Linked DNA regions of Lactuca sativa: region 2 is linked to region 1. Evidence: chromatin contacts called from public Hi-C data. All regions are on one chromosome and are shown on one strand. Each heading gives the region's core, a stretch centred on a gene start, on an enhancer-like site or on the middle of the called end of the contact. The rest is flanking DNA. Distances are from core to core; before and after follow the strand shown.

Region 1 (6,604 bases), core at 2,913-5,412:
GCCTATTGGGCTACGATTGGGTTGGAAACCCTAATTAGGGTTAATAAAACCCTAATTTTGGATATTTAGGCCTTGGACTTATGGGGACCCACATTTGGGCCATTAGAATGGAATTGTGAATTACACCCAATCACACCATATGATTTATCTAGTAGAGTGATGGACTTAATGGATTAAGTCCTTAATGGGTTAGGTGAGAAACACTTAACCTTAATTGTCATTTTATGTGAAACCCTAATTTCGCTTGGGCTTTGAGTTGGGCCTTTCCATTGGGCTTTAGTGATTGGCTAATAATGGTCCATTCAAGAATAACTGTAACAGCCCGAAATCCAGGTTAGCTTTATAACCCTTCTATTTTGGAGAATTGACTAGTTAGTCCCTTAAAGAGAAAGATGTAGTGGGTAAGTACGCTGGGCGTACTAGGAGTACGCTGCGCGTACTTGCGTTCTTAATTTGTACGCGGGTCATCCAGGTACGCTGGGCGTACCCAAGGTTACGTCGGGCGTAACCGACCCAGATGCAAAACCCTAATTTGTGGCCTTGCTCTATAAAAGGAACATGTAGTCCTTTGCCCTAGCCACCATACACCTTTGAGAGAGCCCTTGAAGAGCTGAGGTTCGTGCTTTAGCTAGTGTGTGAGTTTTTGAGCTTGAAGTTGTCTTTTCAAGGTGAAGAAGGAGAAGAAGGAGCCATTGTTGGAGCTAGAATTTGAAGAACAAGTGTAGATCCGAGTTCTACAGTGGTTGGAGATCCTTCCTGAGGTAAAAAGCTCAAGCTTTCCTTATTCTTCATAAGTTTTGCTTGTTGGACCATTTTTTAGGGTTTTGGTTCAAAGTTGGAGACTTTTTGTGCAAAGAGTCTCTATAAGCTTAGATCTGACCTTTTCTAGTGTAATATGTGTTGAGGAGTCGTAAAAATCGAGTCTTGGACGTGGATCTTGTGGCATGCATGAGTTATAGTCTCATTATGGAAAGATGAAAGGTGTTTTGAGCACAAAGTGACCTTTTCAGCCATGCAAAGGCTTAAAGTTTCCAACTTTATGGTTTAAGACATATTAAAGGAGTCAGATCTGAAGTTTGGACGCAAGTCTTAACCGATTAAGACCTGAATGGGCTGAACAAGGAAACTGGGCATTACGCCGGGCGTAATCCCAGTATGCGCTGCGTAAGGGGTAGCGTACCCCGTTTCTGGAATGCAAAAGTACGCCCCGCGTACTGCTTGCTGTTGACTTTTAGGGTTTTAGTTAACATGTGGAATATTGGGTCAAGGAGGGGTAAAATGGTCTTTTACCCTTCTGTGGAATTTTAGAAGGAATATAGTATAGCCTTGCGAGTCGTTAATGATTTAGAATGATTATTTGATGTGACTAGGCGAGGCTAGGTCAAGGTTACGAGATTCCGAAATATCGAGCACATGATGCTTAGACATCATACGAGGTGAGTCTTCTCACTATACAGTACCTGGAAGGGTACCTATGTGTGACTGAAAGGTCTGGTATGCTATAAGATATATGCATTGTATGTTAAGTTGCCTGTTTTGTATGCGTTATGTATGTTATGCTTGATATGGGCCGAAAGGCATTATGTTATGGGCCGGAAGGCATTATGATGTAGACCGGAAGGTCAGGGAGTTATGGACCGAAAGGTCGACACGGGTAGGACCGGAAGGTTTACCGGGTTGGGACGGAAGTCCCCTGAGACACATGGAACGGAAGGTCATGGCCTGGAAGGGCGTATGTGTGTAAGTGGTATAATTGGGGAACTCACTAAGCATTTATGCTTACAGTTGTTGTGTTATGTGTTTCAGGTACCAGCAAGGACCGTGGGAAAGCACCGGCATGAATCGTACACACACACGTAGGCGGATTTGGATATAATTGGTCTTGGGATTTGATATGTTTTGTACTATGATTATGATACATTGGATTTTTATGGTTTGGTTTGGAACAATTTATGTTTTTAAGAAATGAAAAATTGTTTTGAAAAATTACGTTGTTACAATAACTTTATGGACTAAGAATATATGAATGGGCTTTAGGGTAAGGCTCATATGAGGGTTTAGGCCTAATTTGGAAAATCGGGCCATAGGTGGGCCATAATTGGGCCTTTATGATTATGAGATGTTGGGCCATTAGAAATGCCAAATGTTTGGACTTGACTAAATGGTTGGGCCTTAGAATAAGACCATGTAAAGGTTTGGGTCCAATTTGGAAAATTGGACCATATGTTGGGCTTTGACTTATAGTTGACTTTTGGTCATGTGGATTGGGCCTTGTGATTGAGTCAAGCTAAGTTGAGGGTAAAGTAGCCTTTTACCCTAAGCATGGACTTATGGGTATATATTGGAACCCAGTTACTGATTGGGTGTTATTTTAATGATTGACAGTTCGAGAACCTGTCATCCAGCAGCTAGAGTTTTGTCTACAGGACTTCAGCAGTGTGAGGTGAATTATCTTCCAGTAGAAGTGGGTATAAGGCACCAAGTTCGACCCACGAGTAAGAGTTATAGTAGAGATAATCGTCTTCGTGATAATTATCTGGTATGTTGTTCTCTGTTATGATTATATGCTAGCATGATATGATGTGATAGTAGATAGTAGGAGGGGAATAGTCCCCGTGTTACGGTCGTAAGGACCGAATGGTAGGTTAGGCACCCTAGATATGTCTGACATTATGTTTATGCTATGTTATTATGTGGTAGTAGTATGGGTGAAATAGTCCCCATAGCAGTTTGAGATAAACTGGAGGGTAGGTCGGTGCCCCAGAATTGCCAAACAGGGTAGGTCGGGCACCCAATAATGGTCTGACAGGGTAGGTCAAGCACCCCAGAAATGTTTGACATGGGTAGGTCGGGCACCCCAGAATTGCCTGACGATATGTGTTTGGTATAGTATGTGGTATGATGAGGGAACTTACTAAGCTTTGTGCTTACGGTTTACAGTTTTGGTTTCAGGTACTTCGTTTTCAAAGGAAATGAGCCGACTCGATCGCAATGGCTAGTGTTATTTTGGAAAGTGGCTGATGTTATTTTGGAGAGTGATTAGTGTTGTCGATGCTAAGAAAAAAGATAGGAATTAGGATTCCATTTTTTTAAAACATAAATAATAATATGAACATTATAATTTATAAACTAATACTTAGATTAATATATGATAATATATAAATAATTATTAAATTAAATATAAATTAAAGTTAAATGAGTTGATGGGTTGAAAACGGGTTGATAATTTTTATCTGACCCAACCTGTTTAATTAAATGAGTTAGATGGGTTAACCAATTTAACTTAAATGAGTTGAAAATCTCAACCCAATCTGGTTATTTTGAGTTGGGTTGGTGGGTTGGGTCATTTTTTGTCAGCTCTAGTGAACCCATATAAATAAGTGGGTTAACGAGTCGTATATGAGTTTATGTTCCAAACCCGCCACCCTATGACCTGTATAGTTAAATGGGTCGTGTTCGGGTTTGTGTTTTTTAACATGTCAAACCGTTAACTCGCGACCCGCCAACTCGAACACGATACGACTGTCAAACCTACAACACACATGCTCATTGGGGATGGTGTTCACGCGTGGATAAAAGTGATGCATCGGATGCCGCACGTGCTATCCTCACCTATACTGGACAGTCTAACCTAAAAAACAAGTGATTGTTTATTAATTGTTAATCAAAAGGAAAAGTAGAGTATACTAAGCTATATGTGTTGCAGTATTGAAAAATTGCATTTTGACAGGAACATGTAAAAATGTCTATAGTACTAAAAAAATAGCTGATAGTATTGAGAAATTGTATTTTGATAGGACCCTTGTGAAGTTGATTTTATTGAGAAATACATACGAGGATTTAAGTAGGTGGACCCACCAACCCATTTGGCAACATGTTTGGCATATTTCCCTACCTTTCGACCCATTTGATAGGGAAGGTGTTGAAATTTGTGGCTAACGGGGTCATTGTAAAAAATACCTTAAATATATATAATTGTAATAAACTTTTCTGCGTAAAAATGAAATAAGATCTTAAATGAATCACTATTAAGTATTAACATTATTTTTATACTATTTCTTAATTTTCCAAAAAAGAAAAAAAAAATCAGTATTTAAAATCTGAAATGAATTTATATAAACGTTGTTCATTTTAATCAACAAAAATGTATTGCAGGTTGGGTGTGGAGTGTGGGGTGGGGTTGGTTGTGTATAGCTGTCAGAGTAGTTTATCTTGTTTGCTACCGTCTATTGTGTTCTCCGTCAACAAGCGTCAACGTTTCCTTAAATCAATCCTTATCTTCTTCTTCTTCTTCCTCTAAATTCCAAATTCAGTTCAATCATTACATCCAAATTCAGAATCAATCTCACCAGAAGAAATGTGTTGTTGCGGCGGTGATGACGACGACTGTAGATGCAGACCGTTAGGGTTTCTCTTAGGCCTACCGTTCGCCTTCGTCGCCCTCATCCTCACTATCATCGGCGTCGTCATCTGGATCGTCGGGTAACTCTCTCTTTCTCAATTTTGTAGTGTTGTCAATAATTTTTTGAATAAATTATGAAGCGATTTTTAGATTGAACAAACGGAAATATCAACGAGAAGTCGAGTAAAGTTTTATGTTGTGATTTTTTTTAAATGATTTGTGAAAGTGAAATCATAGATCGAAGAACAAGAAGTATAAACTGAAAAACAGAAAGTAAAGTTCGTTGATTGAAGAAGATGAAATGCTAAATTGTGATTTGGATTCGATATGTTTACAGGTTGATCTTGAGCTGTTTATGCCCTTGTTGTTTCTGTGTAACGGTGATCGTAGAGTTGGCGATATCGTTGATCAAAGCTCCATTCTCTGTCATGAAATGGTTTACTGAACAAATTCCTTGTTAGTTCCTTTTGTTTGGATACATGAATATGAAATCTGAATCGTTTTATCTTTTGTATAATTCTTCTCAATAATTTATATATATATATTTTTTTCTTGGAGTCGTATATGTATTGAAATTAATTATTACATATTAAATATTAAATAATCAGTAATAAGATGAATAGATGATATGTAGTAAACATCTACTAATCCACGTATCTTGATTATTCAAGAAATTAATATGTAGAACGACTAAAAAGGGTATATTTTATTGATCTTTGAAATATCTAAATTTAATGCATAGCCTCTTATTTCCTACAAAGTATAATTTGTTTTTCTTAATAAATGTGTTAGCTAATGGGAAATATGGATATAAAGTCTCTAAAATAGGGGTTAAACATAAAACAGTAATTTAGTTTTCTCTAAATAATTGGTTTTGTGGCGATTTGTATAAAAATGATTATCTAAATAATTTGTTTTAGTTTAGATAAAGTGGTTTAATTATTAAATATGGTTCGATTAACCTAACCAGACCAAAAAGAAAATCTGGTTCAAACCACTTTATAGGACCAAAAAAGAAAATCAAGAAAAAAAATCTGACGCTCTATTTGTTCAAGGGGGTAATTTTGATGAGTCTATCAAAGAGATTGCGTCACATGTCATCATTCATCATTCTATTTGTTGGTTTACATAATTTTGGATAAATCTTATCTATATGAAAATTATGTTTTTTATTTATTTTTATTTTATTTTATTATTATTTTTAACTGCAACATATTTCTACTAAATTACTTCTAACACCACTTGTGTTCCGAACAAATCTTGAACTCTCAACTTCAAAAAGAGATAACAACACCTTATAAATTTAAAGATCATATTTTGAACTAAACAGACAACAAACGTATATTGATTAATGTTTAGGTTAAACCTAATTAGGGTTTATGTATTTTTATATAATTGTCTTTTGAGTAATCAACCAATTTATTACTCTAGAGCTCCAGGTTAAAATTTTACTGCTGACCACAACCTACATCTGCCACCCTCCACCTCCGATGACATTCTCTAATGGTCGTCGGATGTGCTTTTATTATGCTTAATGTTTATCTTTTTCTTATTTCTTTTCCTAAATAATAATACAACTGTCGACGCTAAACCAGAGTTCCTCGACTTCTTCTATTGTCTCGTCTGCTTTTGTCTTCTCATCGGCTGACATCTTCTTCTTTGGATCTTTTTTCCGAGTCAGACTCTTTCGATGCTGTTGTTGCCTCCCTCTGATGGTTCCTTATTCGCCAAGCAAACCTCTGATCTTTAATCATCACTCTCTCTATCAACACTACAGTCGTTGATCTCGCCAGAATTAACTATGTCTGTCGCTGCTCGAACACTTTTTCTTTCTCACAATCTTTCTTCGAACTCTTCTGTCATCGGTTCCATGATCGTCCCTACCACCATCACTCCTCTCTTCTTCTACAATGGAATCGCCTCTAGCCACCAGTTCTTCTCTCTTATTCTCTACCGAAAGTTAGTTACGTTGTAAATGGTTGTGAAAATAATTAGGGATATTATCTCACTCATGACATGCATCTTACATGAGTTTTATTTATCAAGTTAATTACTCCTCTATAACTCCAAAACCAAAAGTTGTTTGTTCAGACTGGTGGGAGTGATTGTTGTCTCTACCATACCAACCACCCCTGACATCATCATAAACATCGCCCCTCCACTGTGGTTTGAGTGTGGTGGAAGCCGCACCGCGGTACCCCA
Region 2 (6,604 bases), core at 1,340-3,839, 170 kb after region 1:
TAGTGGGCTTTGTATGTTTGGGCCTCATATTTGGGCTATTCTTTGGGCTTTGTGGCTTGGGGATTTGTTGAGCCACCTAAATGAAAGAGTTTGGAGTAAAGAAAATTAGTGGGCCTTAAGGTAAGGCCTATGTAAGGGCTTGGGCCCAATTTAGAAAATTGGGCTATGTATGAGCCTTGAGTGTTATTGGATGTTTGGACCTTGGATTGTTGGTTTGGACCTAGGTTGGGTCATGCTGAGTAAAGGGTAAAAAGGTCTTTTACCCCAGTTTGGGCAATTAGTATGGATCATATCCGATATCCGATTATTGATGGATGATTATTACGGTGATTTGTAGCGCGAAGATTTTAGTGAGGCAGCGGCAAGAGATTCTTTCTATGAGATTCGACAGTGCAGGGTGAGTTTCCCTCACTGTACTTATGGGGTCGAAGGCACCAAGGCCGGGCCTTTGGATTGTTATCCTGGTTTATCGTATAATCATGTACTAGAGCAATCTGTTAGATCTGTACCCTAATAGATAGGGTGTTAGCATGCGGTTATGATCGGTAAATTTGCCCGTTTGTTTGATGTCTATTTAAATGTCTATTAGTTATGTGTATGTCGACATGTCATGGTTGGTTGGGTTGATGCAGTCTTGCTTCGTGCTAAAGGCCAAGACACCCGGGGCATACCAGATAAACTGTAGGCCTTGCGAGGCGCTCTAGTCAGACCGAAGGCCCGAATAATTGTCCAGATAGGCTGACGGCTTATAAGGCGGTCAAGTCATGCTGAAGGCTCTGTATGCATGTTGTTTGTTGTTATTATGATTATGCGATGTGTTGGTATTTTGGGGGAACTCAATAAGGTTTAGGCTTACAGTTTTGGGTTATGTTTCAAGTACCTCAGATGACTGTAGGAAGGAAAATGCGTGATCGTGCACCTCCTCATATTTTTTTTTATGATTTTGGGAGAACTCTGATATTAAACATGTTTTGAAACTAATTTGTAAATGATGATGACTTGTGGATTGGTTTTAAAAGTTTAAATTTTTTTGTGAAATTTATAGATGTTACAAAGAATGAGTGAAAATGCATGATAATGACAATAGTTATGTGAGGTTGAATATATTCATATTACCAAACAAACTATTGTGTTAATTATTCTAAGAGAATAGCACTGTCCATAAACGTCAGCGCAAATGCCATCCACATTTGAACTTAATATATATATATATATATATATATATATATATATATATATATATATATATATATATATATATATATATATATATATATATATAGAGAGAGAGAGAGAGAGAGAGAGAGAGAGAGAGTAAATTACAAGAATGATCCCTATTGTTTAGGTAATTTGCACGTTTGGTCCCTAACTTATTTTTTTTAACTCGGAAGGTTTCTACTATTTATTTTTGTTACGTGTTTGTAAGTGTTTTATCTAAAAAAAAACTATTTTGTCATTGATTTTTTAATTTATTTAAATAAACACACTTCCAACACCACCCCTCACCTTACCTTACATACCTCATCATTTTCCCTATTTAAATAAAAGTTTTTTTTGTATGGCAGGAACCAAACGTGTGACAAAAACAAACAGTAGGAACCAAACACGTAACAAAAACAAATAATAGAGACTTTTCGATTTAAAAAAATAAGTTATGGATCAAACGCATAAATTATCCCAAACGTAGGGACCATTCATGTAATATATATATATATATATATATATATATATATATATATATATATATATATATATATATATATATATATATATATATATATATATATATATATATATATATATATATATATATATATATATATATATATATATATATATATATATGTGTGTGTGTGTGTGTCCGTCCCAACAAAGTTGACGTATTATTTTTTCCTATGGCACATTATTTTTATAAGTGCAAGTGACTTTTTCTTTCTATTCTTATATTTGGCTTTTTCTAATATACTAATCATGATCTTATAAAAATAGCAAACAATAATTATTTTCAACTTGCAAGTGTAGAAATCTTTGAATATATTATAATGCATAAAGGTAATATTTTTTGCATTTCTATATCAAAGATAATAAATCTACTTTTTCCTTTATTTCTATCGACTAATACAATCAAGGCAAATCGGATTTTGATATAACGAATGTGAGTAAAATTAGAAATGTCGTGAAGGAGTGAAAAACAAAAGGAGGGGAGAGGATTCTTTTTGCTTTCGGTATATGGGCCCCAAATAGGTAACTCGAGCAATTAACTCACTAGTTTACTAAAGATGACTTATTTGAAATGTGAAATTAGAAATCGAAATAAATAAATAAAAATACTAAGTTTATTACATTAGAAAATAAAAAACATACATATGTTTTTATCTATTGATAAGATTATAGAATGTATTTTCTAGTCACACAAATTTGTAGTTTGGGAATAAGTCTTGAAACTTTATTGGACTGGGTCACCTAACCTACAAAAGGGTATAAAGGTAATTTCACCCATAAGCTCAGTGCATGTTTCGTGTCAGGTTCTTGGTGTACATCAGAAGCAAACAGTGCTTTTCTATTCCAATTATAAATACAGACACAAATAGATGAATCACCAGCAACAAAATTATCTTGAGCTCAATTTCTCCTTCATTAATGGCGATTTCACCGACTTTTCTTCCCATTTTATCCTTGTTGATGCTGTTAGCGACTTACACCATGAATGCTAATGGGTGTTATACATCGATCATAAGCTTTGGTGACTCGTTGGCTGATACCGGAAACCTAAAACAACTCACCACCAGATCAAACAGCCGGCCACCACATTTCATGTTTCCACCCTACGGTGAAACCTACTTCCATAAAGCCACCGGAAGGTGCTCCAATGGCCGTTTGATCATTGATTTCATTGGTATATATTTACACACTTTTATTTTTTTCAGTTCTTATTCGGTTTTCATCAACACCAAATTAGTTAAACAACTTAAATTTGTCAAAATAAATAAAAATATATGATTTGTTTATATATTTGACCCGTTCATAAACTTAATTTGCATACTAATATATATAGAGACATCTTGACTGATTCATGTAAACGTTTATATATGTATTTATATTTGATATGTTCGATCTCTTTTATTTCCTTGGTCGAAACTGTTTCTAAATATATGCTATTAGATGTATTTTTGTAGGGTTTTGAGGAAACTAGACTGTTTTTTAAAACATGAGAAAAAAAAAGAGATTTATATAAGTAAAAAATATGTTTCCATTAGAAAAGTGCAAAACTTACTTTTCTGTAAAAATTAAAAATACGAAACAATAATTTTGTTAGATATGATTTCTTTATGGGTTGTTATAAACACCCTTAGTGAAACATCACGTCCTCTTTAGACTTTAAATTAATAAGGTGATCAAAACTTATTAATCTTTATTAATATAACACAAGTTGTTATAAACTCTCACTTAAACTCGATCACCCAACAAATAGCAATTTCATGGTACAGCTAACAAAAAATATATTAATATATGAATTAAATGGATATTTTTAAGATTAGAATACCCTTCTTTATTATCAAAAAGGTACTTGGGTTTTGAAGCAAGGATTGTGTGAACTATACTTTAATGTAACATGTACTAACAAGTGTGATTCAACAAAATGTACGAAGTCGTACCTATTTGGTTTCTTGTACTTAAATTCAACACGTATGAATTACAATCTAATAAATGTTTTTCTTTTTCTTGAAGCCGAGAGTCTTGGTATGCCATTGATACCACCATATGAGGGTGTCAAGACGAATGGTATGTTGGAGAAAGGTCAAGGGGTGAATTTTGCAGTAGCCGGTGCGACTGCATTAGATTCAGCATTCCATGAAGCACAAGGGGTTATCAATCCATATACAAACGCGTCTTTAGGTGTTCAGTTGGAATGGTTCAAAGATTCGTTGCCTTCTATTTGTGGCACCCCGTCAGGTAGCCAAGTCCAGCCTAAACTCACCAATAAATTATTTCAAACAACTTAACATTGAAAATACCTGGGTTGTGTTCGAAAAACTAGTCATCGATAAGTTATCTCAGATACAACTTTTCAAAAAGCTAGTTTATAAGTTGATAAGTTATCTCAGATACAACTTTTCAAAAAGCTAGTTTATAAGTTAATTAGCATATAAGTTGGTATATAAGCTATTTTTATGGTCTCAATATATACTAAATTGCAGTAAATTCAAAAAAGAATCCTAACTTCTATGCGATAAAATAGTTCCAAAAGATAAAAAAAAAATGACTTTTTCAATTGTTCACCAACCGTGTGGATGTAGTCAACGGGTGGCGACTCACTCACCAACCTCTACAACAATAACTATGACTAACCGAAAAAACAATTTTGTATCGACATATGAACTTAATTTAATATTTTATCATTAGCTTACCGAGTATGGATATAGACTTTGGCTAAACTTTTATTTTTATGATGTTTATAAAAGATACACTCAATGTATGTTAGTTGATAGGTACTTTCAACAACCGTTAATTTTATCTTAAGAATTTATTTATATAAAATTCATAAAATTACTTTTATTTATTACAATTTTTCTTTAAATATCAAATTATTTTAAAGTTAAACTTTATGGAATTCGAACATATAGAACTATTTAATTTTAAAGTATTTAAATCTCAAATGATCTACTTTAATAGTTAATAGTTTGTTTACAAATTAAATTATATTAACTTGTTATTCATTTACATAATTAACACAACTCTAAGTCTTCAAAATTTTTGGGATCTTTTTTTGATGTTGACAATACCCATTATAATTAATTGGCCTTGAGAGTTGGTGAAGTTTATTTAGAGCCACATAATATTAGAACTATTTGATTCTTCTCAATAAACAAAAGGATGTAATGAAATTTAAACCAAAAATCCAAAAAAAGAATGTATATGCATCGAAGTATGTATCTTTGAATGTTCTGTTATTCGACCATATTTGACTTTGTAGTTGGAGTACACCCTACGAGGTCAACCTTTTGAAATGACTCATAATTAAGTTAATTAATTAATAATAATAATAATAATAATAATAACTGCCATCAATTTACAAAATATGTAAGTTGAATTTGAAGTCAATTAAAATAATGTGTATACTCTTATCAAGTTTAAAATATTAGAATTACATTATCTGGTAATAGAACATAAATATTTATTTGGTTTTCCTATATCATTCATTGAATGTAAATGTTTATTTTGCAGATTGCAGACACTTAATTAAAAATTCATTAATTCTTATGGGGGAGATCGGAGGTAACGATTACAATCATGCAGTAATCGCTGGAAAACCAATTGATGAGCTGAAATCATATGTTCCTCTTGTTATTAACACCATTGTTTCAGCTATAAACGTAAGTATAAATATAAAATCCTATACTACGTACATTAATCTAACATGCGTATATTAACTAAATTAAAATTAATCAATCAATCTGGGATTAATGCATGCAGGAGTTGATTGAGCTTGGGGCTGAAACACTTGTTATTCCTGGAAACCTACCGATTGGATGCTCAGCTGCGTACTTAACGATCTATTATGGTTCTGATTGGGTTAGACACGATAATACAACAGGTTGCATTATAGAGTTAAACAAGTTTGCTGAGTATCACAACGAGTTGCTTCAAACTGCATTAAATCAAATCCGAGAGATTAATCCCAATGTCAATATCATCTACGCCGATTACTACAACGCTGCCATGCAATTTTTCCAATCACCACAAAAATACGGTATTTAACACTCACTAATTAAGACTCTGTTTGGTAGACTAGCAGAAAAACTAATTGTTAACTGAAACATTATTTGCTAGTTGATATGCTAGCTGTCAACTGATAAAAAATAATGTTTGCTGAAACTAGGTTAATAAGTTAGCTGAAGTATGTAAAATTATATAAAAAGACATAGAATATTGAGTTTTCTTTTAAATATATATATTTTTTAAAACTCAACAAGGTCATTGAAACGCTAATATGAATAACTTTTTAAAAAGCTAGTTTATTGGTTTAACAAATATAACAACCAAATGCTTGAAAAATAAGATAGTTGTGACTTGACAAACATAACCTATTATCTTTTATGTTCATGCTACAATAATGGATTCATATGTGGAATATGACTTTTAATTAATTTATATACGAATATAAAAATAAATAATTATTTTTGAGAACTTTTTTTGGGCTCCAACTTGATGTATTTGTGTGTATATATAGGATTCACAAATGGAGCACTAAAGGCATGTTGTGGAGGTGGAGGGCCATATAACTACAATGAAAACGTAGCTTGTGCAGATCCTTTAGCAACGACATGCGTTGACCCAGAAACATATGCTAACTGGGATGGATTGCATTTAACTGAAGCTGCATACAATGTGATTTACAAGAGTTTATTTAAAGGAACATATACTACACCACAATTTAATTCTTTGTGCAATAAGTTAATTGTACAACCAAGTGATGCGTCATCCGGGTCTTTTGAAAGCTTCTAGTACAAGTAAATTAAGCTTGTAAATGAGATGGTTTTGTTAATGAAGTATGATTTAATTGTAATGCAATGTGATTTATGTAGTTGGATGTATATATATA

What was found. Hi-C and Micro-C count contacts between places; a contact is called where the count stands out from the background.
Region 2: a Hi-C map of leaf shows a contact between it and region 1, with 4 times the contacts expected there. The contact joins the promoter of LOC111892056 here to the promoter of LOC111892063 in region 1. A contact is called at or near these places in 4 of 4 Hi-C or Micro-C datasets (bud, leaf and seed).

The regions. Positions count from the first base shown.
Region 1 is chr7:32,321,823-32,328,426 of Lsat_Salinas_v11, forward strand. LOC111892063 (signaling peptide TAXIMIN 1) reads left to right here and starts at 4,163. Exons shown (of 2, transcript XM_023888125.2): 1 at 4,163-4,482; 2 at 4,740-4,959. The coding sequence starts at 4,358. The coding sequence ends at 4,863.
Region 2 is chr7:32,492,711-32,499,314 of Lsat_Salinas_v11, forward strand. LOC111892056 (GDSL esterase/lipase At1g28580) reads left to right here and starts at 2,590. Exons shown (of 5, transcript XM_023888118.3): 1 at 2,590-2,896; 2 at 3,730-3,954; 3 at 5,227-5,375; 4 at 5,476-5,752; 5 at 6,233-6,604. The coding sequence starts at 2,641. The coding sequence ends at 6,507.